Linked DNA regions of Drosophila melanogaster: all the other regions are linked to region 1. A link is a contact called in public Hi-C data. All regions are on one chromosome and are shown on one strand. The core of a region is the stretch at or near the end of the contact, and the rest is flanking DNA. Distances in the headings are between cores, read along the strand shown. Region 1 holds the start of Pits (Protein interacting with Ttk69 and Sin3A). Region 2 overlaps NFAT (NFAT nuclear factor). Region 3 holds the start of Ant2 (Adenine nucleotide translocase 2).

Region 1 (3,713 bases), core at 603-3,102:
TTCCAAGAACAATAATTAACAATGCTAAGAAACAAACTTTTTTGTATTGACGAGAATAAGTCTAACTCCTATAACTAAATATATAAGAATGTTTTTGCTCAAAGGCAATTTTAGTTGTAATTGATACGAACAGACATACAAACACACACACACGCTAACTGTTATACAAATGAAACGCACACGCTCAAGCCTAATACTGTTATACTGTGTACTTTATATAGCCATTATATACCTAAACCTATATACATATAGGATCGAAACGCTTGCAATTAACTGCTTACATAAGACATTTGAGTCGGGCCCTTGTTATACGGACGTATGCCAGTAGAACAGTGGCCGCGCCGAACCGATCTAGCATTTAACTATCTATATACAACAAATATGTGCGATATTTTTTATATGCAGCTAATTTAATGTGTTGTATTTTGACCCCACACCACCTTGTAACTACGTTTATACGCCTGCTTTTCGAAAATTGAGTAACGCTTATAGAATTTTCGATTCAATTCTTTATGCCTTTTAACAGTTGAACATATATAATCAGTATAGCAACATTTTCTACCCACTTGTAAATAAGTTTATAACTAATGCAGTTTTTGTTGCCTACTTATTCGGGAGTCGAAAGGTCTGTAATTACAAATAAAGCTTGTGTATAAACGTAGTTCGTAGATTCTCTTTTGATTTTAATCTTAAAACATTTTTTGTTAATAAAAGAGGAAATTAAAAAAAAACTTTTAAACTTTCTAGTGTCTTTATTGTGGAATTTTAATTTTGTGGCAATTTAAAGAATATTTTTATATCTTTAATTGAGCCAAACATTTCATAAATAAAATCTCAAATGAAATGTTAAGAAGCGAGTACAGTTGCGCGTGCACGGACATAAACTTATGGCCGGGACTGTATGGAAAGGTGGGGGTGTAAGGAAAGGACCCCGTTTACGAGGTCGTTGCTTGTTCGTGTGTTTCTGTATCTGGTGGCTCCTTTTTCCGCATTTCCTTTTAACAGGATGTACGCACAGATACGGAATTTGTCCCAGACCATGGTCGGGAAATCGATTCAGGCCAAACGCCAGGAATACGAACACCCAAGCATTTTCGCCTATACATATGTACATATATGCAACGATATGCATACACATACATGCTTGCAGTTTGTGGTCCTGCGCAGTGCTTTACGGATGTCCTTGTTTTTTTTTTTTTTTTTGCTAGGAATGAGGGCTTTTAATTTCATTAACAGTTACAGAGCTCTGTTAAGTCAGCTGTTCGCCGAGCGAAAGAGACGGAGCATACCAGATTCAAGGTCTACATAACTGTATCCTATGTACATACGTTCGGTATCTATACGAAAAACGGATGTGTATCCACGAACTTTACATGGTATACTTACAGGCGGACTTTGGGGGAAGGACTTCGTCACTAGATTCCGTTTCGTGAATATGACGTGCAGGCACGTACGCTGGCAGGGTCGTAGCCCCAAAGGGGGTTAAAAATAAAAATAAATATTATTTTTAATTACTTAAACAGCCAAAAGGGTTTATTTTTAATATTTGGGCGTAATATTAGGAGCAATATATTAAAAGCTATATATATTAATACGAAATAGTAGAATTACTATGCTCAAAATGATGCTAAATTTTAAAGAAAATTTAAAATTTCCTTAGCTTTATCATGGTTGAAGTCTTCGCTACAGTCTCAGCCACTTTGGCAACCCTGGTTGAAGTCCACTGAAAGGTTCGTGTCTCTGATATAAGCCAGTATTTCAGGTATTTTCTTGGTATTTCCCATTGCGGCAGCGAAGATTTTTTAGTACATTTCGCTTGGCCCCTGGGGTATATTCTCACATACCAGCCAAGGCCACACTCTATCAGCAAGCTGTGTGGCGTCCGGTCGCTTTTTCAGTCATTCGTTGCGTCGCTGCGATCTCATCGTTCGTTTTGTTCCTACACGTTTTTGGCGTCGTCGTACATTTACGTGTCCCGCTTACTCGCGCGCACCCTCTCTCTTTCACTCTGCGGCGCGCGTGCCTAAGTGTGGTGTGTGGTGTGTGTGCCTGTGTGCGTGCGTGTTGGCGAGCAGCGCGGCGCAGCACAATAGAAAAGAAGAAGAAGAAGAAGCTGAAGCTGAAGGAAAAAACATAAGTGAATTTTTTTCGGGTGGAAGCGCGGTGAAATATGCGTGCGTGCGCGCGTGTATATGTGCGTGTGTGCGAAAATCAATACGAAAACATGAATAACAAATGCTAAATAAGAAAAATAGCTACAACGCACAACCGAAAAGAAGCTGAAACAAGAAAAAAGAAAGCGAAAAAAAAGGAGAAAATAATAAATAATAGGAATTGGGAATCCAGCAGGAAGGAACAGTTAGCCATTCCAGTGAGCTAAAACAGCACAAACCCATTTCCAGATCCAGCCCATCCAGGGCTTCCAATTGACAGTTGCCAATTGACAGTTGACAGTTGCTAGTTGCCAGTTGACAGTTTCCAGAAACGCAGCAGGATGTCGCTGCAAACGAAAAGGCAGCACTGCTATCTGTGCGATTTACCCCGCATGCCCTGGGCGATGATCAATGACTTCTCGGAGGCGGTGTGCCGCGGTTGCGTCAACTATGAGGGCGCCGATCGCATCGAGGCGGTGCTGGACGCCGCCCGCCAAATGAAGCGTCTCCATCCCGCCAGCAAACAGCAGCGTTCCCATGAGAACGGCGAAGTGTCCGCCGCTGCAGCGGCCGCCGTCGTCCTACAGCAGCAACAACAGTTACAAGTCGGTCCAGTTCCGGGACAAGGACCGGGTTCCCATCGCGGCGGAGGTGGCGGCGGTCCACCGGGTGCTCCGCCCGGAAGTGGTGGTCCAGGTCCGTCGGGCGCCGGTTCGCTCAGTTCGCTGGGCAATGCCGTTGCTGCTGCCGCCGCCGCTGCTGCAGTGCATCATCACCATCAGATGCCCTATCAAATGCCAGTGCCACGCATCGGTCCGCCACTGGACTATCCCGTTAAGCTGGAGGATGCCCCCGGTGGCGGCGTACGACCCGTACGCATTTCACACATGACGCCCCACCACCTGCCGCCAAATGCGACCCGCGGCGGTGGCGGTGCACCCGGCGGCGGCGTACCCACCGCCGGCAGTGGCGGTGGCAGCCTACCGCCCGCCCTATCCGTGAATTTAAAGCGTCCGCCCAGCGAGGATGTCGATGTGGATGTAAGCCAGCAGCAACAGCAGTCGGGACACGGCCTGGCGCCAGATGGCAGTGCTGGCAACTCCCTATCCGCCGGCGGAGGCGTATCCGGCGGTTGTCCGCCCGGCATCAAGCGCAGCGCCATGGACGATCCAAGTGGCGTGGGCGGCAGACCGCCATTGACGCGTGGCGAATCCCTGCCAGCGGCGGTCAGCTATGTGCCCGAGCGTCAGCTTAGCGGACTCCGTGATAAGCAGCAGCCGGTCAGAGCGCCCAGTTTCGATGCATCGACCTTCAAAGCAGGTGAGCAAACATGACATAGATCATTCAAAATACTTGGCACAGTGGTTACCCAATAGAAAGAACTTTGCTGCAGCAAGTAATGGGAAAATTTTTCATTTGCAGTAGGGATTCGGGAAAAGCAGGAGTAGTTTCAACTACCTTGAAAACTACCTTTCATAATAATTAGAGTAAAGTGATCAGAGTCTCAAAAGTGCCGCGTTGATAAATATTTGGCTTTATAAATGATAGTACAAAACACTA
Region 2 (3,969 bases), core at 147-2,646, 1.1 Mb before region 1:
GATTGTGTTAGCAAAAGAACACATGTTACATATATAATTAATAATACATACACTGGCTTGCGGGAAAAAAAAGAGGGTACGGCATAAATGCAAAAACTAACTTGATTCGACTGAAGTTTAGATCTTATATCTTACGTAGGGAGTGAGTTCTCTTATCGGCGATAGAAAAATGAAAAATAAAGAGAATGGCTCGAGAAAAATGTCTCTAAAACGAAGAGTAAATTAATCAAGAACTGAATAAATTGCTGTTAATTGATGTATTTGTGTTTGGTTTGCTTGTCGTGCGTTTTCATCAATTCATAGGATCGAATGGATGACTAAACTGCCCAGCAATGTCACGAAATGCGCTAAATAATAATACATTTCTCCAGCCCCTCTTTTTTTGCCCTATCTTTTGTTTTTAATCTCATTCTAGATCTTTTTCTTCTTCTATTCACACAGCCTTCAAATCTTTCATCAACATTTTCATATTCGTACATTGTTCTGCTAATTTTTTTTTTTACCAGGCTTTTTTACTTTTGAACGCTGGGCGATTTATTATTGTTTTTGTTTACACACATCACCATATAATTCTCAACTTTAGTTCGCTCGCAACAATAATGGAATATAAATCGATGCGAATTGCAGGGTAATGAGAGTAGCCATCATAATTTGTGGAGCACATATTTCTTTCATTCTTTCAAAAAAAATATTAAAAACAATACCAAAATACATATGTACGTATGTACATATGCGCCGGCGTTTTATGAATATTCAAATTATGGATTGTATAAGACAGCAGGAACAATAAAGGAAGCTCTAATTTGTTTATGAATGGCCGTTTTATTTGATTCCATGAATGAAAAACCAGCGCAGTTTCTAAAACATTCAAGAGATGAACCCGGGCGCAGATAGATTGTCGAAAACAATTACGGAACAATCAAAGCCGAAGAAAGTAAAGAAACAAACCGTTGAAATGAGAAGAAAGGAGCCCGAAGAATTGGCGAGGGAAGAAATGGTGAGCAGATAGCGGGCAGCGAGCGCGTCAGAAAACGCGGACAACTGAGGCACGCGCACGTCACGTGACTTGGGCCAAAACAAAAAGCCAGCAATCGGAATCAGCAAAAACAAAAAAAATACAATATAATATAATAAACAACAACAGTAGCCAGCGGCCAGCCAGGCACTCACAAACGACCTAAACATATATACACGTATCTACATATGTATGTATGTACATTAGTGTAAGTGTAGACTTTTCAAGATGCTGAAATGTGCGCTCAATCGCGATCCTCAATCAAAAACCGACATCATCGAAGCGCCCAAGCAAATCGCAGTGTTCGTCATAGCTGCTGTATCGCATGTACATACATATGCATGTATGTACATATTCGTTTTCTCACTTCTCGACAGCAATTTTCATAGAATTCGTAATCGTACCTCGTAAGTGTTGTACATACAAACAAACATACATATACATATGTATATTTGGTAGTGCCGAAAAATCGAGAGAATCGCGAGACAGCCGCCAAGCGAAAAGTAAACAAAATCTTATCAGACACCGCTCACGCCCAGCTCATAAAAGATACAGATACATTCGGCGGTGATCACATATGTACATATGTACAAATGTGTACATTAGACGTCTGCGCTCGCGAATTTCACAATACAAAGCGAAAAAGCAACAAAAACACGCTCAGCCCACAAAGTAGTATGTATGCCAACGACCTGTGAATGCCCTGCGGTTTCAAAGATCATCCACTGGACTCGTAGAGCATGCGAAAAGCCAGCCAACAGCGTATTTCCTTATATAAACGTGATCAGAGCTGTATGGAATCTTCTAAGCTAAGCTTACAACATGAAAGTATATTTAGTCTGTATTGAATTTGAATTGCATTTTTTTTAAAAGGCCTTATATTAACATGATATACCCCATAAGTAAGTAACGCCAATAGTCTTACCCTTATAGCAGGGTATTCTCAAGTCAACCTTGACCACTTACATTACCGAAAACGACTAGACCGACGGCAATCGCTAAGCTGTGCGTCTGCGATTTGCCTTGCCAAAAAAAAAAAGAAAAAATAAAATAAAGTAATTGCAAGACTTTTGTCTGATCGCTTCGAGTATGCTATGGTATATGGTGTGGTCTGGTCTTGATGGGTTTTGGGTTTTGGGTTTTGGGTTCTCTGATCGTTAAAAAACCCGCCGCAGACTGCGTGGAAGAGGAAGCAGAAATCGTCATCAAAATGCGAACGCGAATACTCGTACGAATGCGAACTACTTTTGCGATCTGATGTGATCTGGTTTGATTCGGATTTGTTTGCCCCGTCGAGTCGGGATCCCTATTATTATCTCGCAGACAGACTAAATAGTAATAGTATTGCGGCTGTAAGTGAAGCCTTAGCCCTACTCTATCTAACTCTATCTAGCATACCCCCACCCCCCCGCGTGGATTTTTCGATTCGAAACGGGTGCTACACGTGTCGCGTAGCCGCCAGAGTTCGCCAGCACAAAGCCCCCACTCAAGGTAGAGCATAAATTCTAATAATCTCTTACATAAAACGATAAATACAAAAGGCAAATATTTACGCAATAGGGGAACACAACGGTCAGGGGAATTCGAACATACGAAATACAAGAAATACAAAATACAAAATACGAATACGAAAAATAGTTCAGTTCAAACAGGTAAGTTTCGTTTGGGTCTCTCGCTATTTGTTCTTTATCTCTGCGATTCTGTTTTTCTGCTGACCCCGGATGATAAGATCTTTTTTGGGTGTTCTATTTGCTACCGGTATGTACATACATAATGTCTCGGGATTTATGGGATAGTAAAAGTTATATTCGGCAATCTTCACACTTTAATCAGTTGTCAGTAAAATCAAGAAAAGGTTATACGGTATATTACATTTCAACTATCAATCTGTACGTTTTCCAACACTTTTCGCGCAAAGCCATTCACTGCAATTCGATAAATCCCCGTATTGAGCGGCATTAACTTTACTTGAGTTTTTCATAACCAGCTATGCAAATGTTATGATAGTGTTATTTAGACAGTTTGAGTCCATTCATATTCAAATTAAGCCATTTTCGGCTCATGTGAGGATCTCTATAGGGCTGGAAAACTCGTCTGAAGCGGCTCTAAGTTGTTTTTCAATTGTGTTACTTTTTTACAGACCCCTTTTCATTGTTATTGTTATTATTATTATTATTAGTTTCTTCTTTTTTTTTAATTGTGTTACCCTTTTCTGTTGAATGGGTATGAAAAAAACGTTCGTTTAGCACTTAAATAATAAAAGTAAATAGGCAAACAAAGATTTCAAATGCGTTTCTGGCTCAGTGTCGCCACCCGCACAACAAGGCAAACACCCCATCTACACCCATTTACAGCCATCTTGCTCTAACTTCAATTAGAGTCGATGGACCAAGACCGCCCCCACACTCACACACACACACACACACACTCGGGCTAGCTAAATAACATAAAATACAAACCCATCTCACACACACCCCCACTTGATATTTGCCGAAGGCTGTGCGTTGGGACCCCTCCCCAATTTTCTATTATATTTGGTGGGGCTCGTCAACCAAAACAGAAAAACGCCAAGACAACAAGCCGCACAGCCAATGTACACAAATAATTTGGATGATTTGTGTCTGGGTGTCCAAAGTGCAAAAAACGTCCGAAACGCAGGAGAAAATAAAAGATTCGTACGCGAAATTCAGGTATATTATCAGGTATATACGAGTATCTGGCAGGTGAGAATCGGCAATGTCTGCGACATTTCCGTATTTTCTCTTTTTTTGTTAACAAAACACTAGTTTATTGTGATGTTGTTGTTTTCTTTTCGTAGGCAAACAAAAACAATCAAGTGTTAAAAATTACAAAAAAAAAACGCTCTTTTGGTTAAATAAAATCGTAGGCTTAACTTGAATATATTAGTTATTAAGGATATACTCATTTGTAATTACATTTTTATCTCAAACTAT
Region 3 (4,135 bases), core at 1,164-3,663, 1.8 Mb after region 1:
TTGTAGTTCAGTATTTTTGATTTTCAGTAACTGGTTTTCCTCTCTCCTTTCCAAATCGGCTTCGATTCCGAAATCCTATAATCCCGATCGTTTCGAGAGGCTTTCGATGTTGTCCCTGTACCCAGACATACATATATTAATGATCCGTAACCCCCTATTCAAACAGTTGTCTAAATTATTAATTTAATGTGAATTTGAGAAGAGCTAAAGTCGTCAGATAAATTCAAATAGCGTGTGAGTACATACATAGATGTATACCTAACTAACAACACCGATCATATATATGGAGTACACTAAACTAACATAACCTAACGTAAACTAAAATAAAGAATAAATGAATGAATTAACTACCTCAGCTTTGAATATTTCTATAGAAATGTTATTAAATGTATTTGAAAAGCGTAAGAGATATACAAATGCAAGATGCCGCCAGATCGAAAGATAGTTAATAAAAAGAAAGACAGATGGAACAGAACAATGTCAAAGAATACAAGTTTTAGAGCTGCATTTATATAGTATCAGATCGATAAGGAACATAGTAACAAAATCGTAAAACAAAACCAAAAAAAATATATTAAGTGTACGTTTTGCATATTCCTATATAGTTAACTAAACGTAAAAGCAAGATGGGTAAACATGAATACTACTATAACAATCATTTTGCGTCCATTTTTGTTGTTTCCTATACAAGAAAAAATTAAATAAAAACAAAAACAAACCACAAAAAAAAAAAATAAACAAAAAAAAAGCGAACGAATAAATCACACAAATAGGATGAAAACAAAACTATATTCCCAATTACATTGTATAACTGTCTTTTAACCACAAGCAAAACGCTAACACAATCGGTACACGATAACCAATATACTATACATATATCAAATATCCACTCTGTGTATGTTTTGTATCTGCCATGGAATATGTACCCGAAAGTAATCTAGATAACCACGTAAAGGACATAGGACTCGATGTCTAGATGTGTCGTCATAGTTTAGAGGCCCCAGTATTTACTAGCCAGTACTTTGCATTTGTTTGCCTTTATCTTTTACCTTTACCATTGCCTTTAAATTAACCCCTCTGTCCAACCAACGAAATTCAAAAGAAAGGGTTCTTCATTTGATTACCATACCCCTCAGCACGCCCAAAACTCCTAGTATTCTGGCCTGTCCCAGGGTGCTGATTCAAAAACTAGAGATATACATAGGTGTATACATAACATACTAATCTGCGTAAGATGTTTTCCCCATTTCGGTGTAACTAAATGTTAATATTGCTAGCGCTCAATACGAAATTACCGTATACAAGACCCACATACAGCAAATAAAAAGACACAAAAGCTTACTAAATTGTATCCCAAGGCCAAGGAAAATATTAGAAAACCAGATATACAACTAACTCAAATACAATTTTGTGAACATGTGAAAAACAAATCGAAAAGAAATTTACTCAATAAATGATTTTTCGTATATAAGAAGTGCATTTTGAATCAAGTTTTGCGATTATCCTTTTCAACAACGTTTTAAAATTAAGAATATGATATTTTCGAAAAACATTTTTCAGAATAACTTGGCCAAAAAAGGTGGCTCAGCTAAAACGATGACTGTTTTGTGTTGCTTATTAACATTGCTAACAATCTGTAACACTTTCAAACCGAGTTTCAGGAATAATTTTTTTGACCAATTTAAGCAATTTTTCATTAGGGGTACCATCATCAAAATTCGACAAATTACCGATTTTCTCATTTTCGATAACCAAATTTGCAAAAAATGGCCAAAAATTAAAGTTGCCAGACTTAAATACAGTTCGATGAGGAATTTGGAACGATTTCAACGAGGTATGAGATATTCCAATTTTGGACAAACCTTTGATTTAATATAAAAAGAAAACTTTTGTTTTTGTAAAAAAAAGAGCAATTAAAAAACCGCGTTAAATGCAATACATTCAAACTAGTTTTTATCATAGTTTGGCAAAAGGAGGTCGTACAGGTCGTTGTTAATTTCCCAAAGAAGCGTGCAGATTAATTGTAATGAATCCATTATTAAAACATAAAATAGTCTTTAACTTTTGTGTAATTCAGAACTCGCAATAATATAATATATAATATAAAATAATATAACATAATGGGAAAGTCGATGTAAAAATATTTTTAAGGTATTAAAAAATATCGATATTGATGCTTCAATCCCCGCTTGCCTTAATTTTATAATAAAACGTAATATACTGGTTTTAATTACATCAAAAATAGCCATATTTATTTATACTAGCAAAAGTTACCGACAAAAATATCACGAATAAAAACCGAAATCTAGCTGAATATCGATAGATCGCCGAATAAATACCAGTTAAAGCAACTATCGATATGCGGTATTTTTGCAGCTTTCATCCCCAAGTCACTGGGCCCTCGAGACCCCCACCACTTTACGAATTTCATTCGCCAAGTGAGCACGCGGCTTCGTCTGATTCTGCAAAAGAAGTTTTTATTCTGTGACTTTTGTGAGAAGTTATCAACTGAAGGTATTGTGCTATTTTCTATATCTATTACATTTGCGAGGCTCTTTTGCTTAACAAGAAAAGAGACGGTGTGCCCCGTACCTGCCATTGATTTTTTTTTACCCATTAATTCACGTCACCTTGCGCTAGATTCTGTAGTTATGTAATGTGCTAATTTTTTTATTGTGTCGGTGTTGGTTTAAACTAACGTTTTTTTTTGTATGTTCGACAAGCAGTTCCGGTTTAACTGCATCGAAAAGAAATCCCGAAATGGGACTTGAAAATACCCGAAAAGTGCTTACATAACCCTTGCGAAAAATAATTGTGCCGAAATTGTGTTTGCCATCAATTAAACACGTAATAAATTGGGCGTATTAGCAAACTTTTCGGTATTTTATACCCCCAATCCAAAGTTCATTTAGAATACCCAGAAAGAAAATGGAAGAAGCCACGCTGGATCTTTTTCCCATCTATTTCCTTCCAATTTGCAACCACGCTGGAACTGCCAACTTATGCAATAGCAACGAGTTGGCAGGCCGGCTCGTCTGTACGAAAAAATGTTGCACATGAATTGCGATTATATTTCAAAGAGAATTGCACTTCTCTAGAATCAAATTGGCCTGCATTTGCACAAATATATTATTATATACACCAAATGCAGGCTATTCTATAGTAAAACGCGTGGCAATTGATTGTTCTACCGCCCAGTCGCACATGAGTGTGTATGAACACACAGTTGCGAATAAATTCCATGTGCCACTAACGCCCTCTCGCTCACTCCCATGCCAGACACCAGCTGCGCGTGCAAGTACTTATCGGGTGTGTGTGTGTGAAGAAGAGAGAGAGAGTTGGTTTTATTTCTTAAGAGTAATGTAACTATTTCTCTTTGGTTGCCTCCCTTTCTTTTCTGACCTGCTTTCTTTTATTAAAGATAAAAATTCATGCGAAAAAAACGGGTTTCCCCAGTGTTCTCATTTCTTCTATTATTATTCCATTCCCATACCCCTTAAACCCTTTCTGACGTCAATCGTTAATGTACGTATAGTATTCATGTGATTTATTGTTTATTGTAGCCCTTTGTGTGGCCTTTTAGTGCGATTTTGCACTTGGTTGAGATTAGTGTTTATTATTACATATCCCTGGCGAATCACATTTCCAATTCTCGCCCAGTCGGCGGAAATTTTCAGTGTGATTTTCAAGCCGATCCACGCCCTGTCCTAAAACCCCGATTCATCGCACACTGAGCCATAAAAATTATAACTTCGCTGCCGTTTAATTTTGGCAATTAAGCATTTTTGCAGTAACTTTGCAACTGCATTTTTTACGCTCTCTTTTTTGATGGGCAACTAGCTCTCTTTTATTTTTTATGTAATTTTTGTGATAACGGGACCTTGAAAAAGTGTCGTAGACAGTTATATAAATTAACTGTATTAGCAGAAGTGTTTATCTAATCGCTTCACGCATTTTTTTTCGAGCGCCGCCCCTCTTCCGCCTGCGTGAAAGAGACGAAGCGTGAGAGAGAGGGAGAGAGCGGCAGGTGGACGTCAGAAAGCAAAGTCACATGCTAGCAGTGCTGCCAACCCTATCTTTAGAAATAAAGCCAAATGTTATTAATAGCTTAGCAATTAAATAGCTACAAACAATT

What was found. A called contact is a pair of places that touch in the nucleus more often than the background predicts.
Region 2: a contact with region 1 is called in a Hi-C map of the Kc167 cell line, with 4 times the contacts expected there. The contact joins the enhancer-like site here to the promoter of Pits in region 1. A contact is called at or near these places in 4 of 107 Hi-C or Micro-C datasets (the Kc167 cell line, embryo and ovary) and 1 of 6 datasets of contacts at active chromatin or transcription factors (the Kc167 cell line).
Region 3: a Hi-C map of the Kc167 cell line shows a contact between it and region 1, with 4 times the contacts expected there. The contact joins the promoter of Ant2 here to the promoter of Pits in region 1. A contact is called at or near these places in 2 of 107 Hi-C or Micro-C datasets (the Kc167 cell line and embryo).

What each region holds. Positions count from the first base shown.
Region 1 is chrX:12,581,332-12,585,044 of dm6, reverse strand. It overlaps Pits (Protein interacting with Ttk69 and Sin3A), which reads left to right and starts at 1,852. Exons shown (of 3, transcript NM_001272557.1): 1 at 1,852-3,473. The coding sequence starts at 2,495. LIMK1 (LIM domain kinase 1) reads left to right here. Exons shown (of 6, transcript NM_078584.3): 6 at 1-660.
Region 2 is chrX:13,632,263-13,636,231 of dm6, reverse strand. The region is part of intron 1 of NFAT (NFAT nuclear factor); the gene reads right to left. Among named protein-coding and RNA genes, the nearest start is that of NFAT, 9.5 kb to the right of the region's middle. Within about 2 kb of position 1,396, at least 29 of the 39 cell types and tissues checked have an H3K27ac peak or open chromatin away from gene starts, as enhancers often do. A contact at or near this core is called in the Kc167 cell line and ovary, where this site is marked.
Region 3 is chrX:10,785,185-10,789,319 of dm6, reverse strand. It overlaps Ant2 (Adenine nucleotide translocase 2), which reads left to right and starts at 2,413. Exons shown (of 4, transcript NM_176725.3): 1 at 2,413-2,514. It overlaps sesB (stress-sensitive B), which reads left to right and starts at 2,362. Exons shown (of 4, transcript NM_001298161.1): 1 at 2,362-2,514. Imp (IGF-II mRNA-binding protein) reads left to right here. Exons shown (of 7, transcript NM_167253.3): 7 at 1-1,451.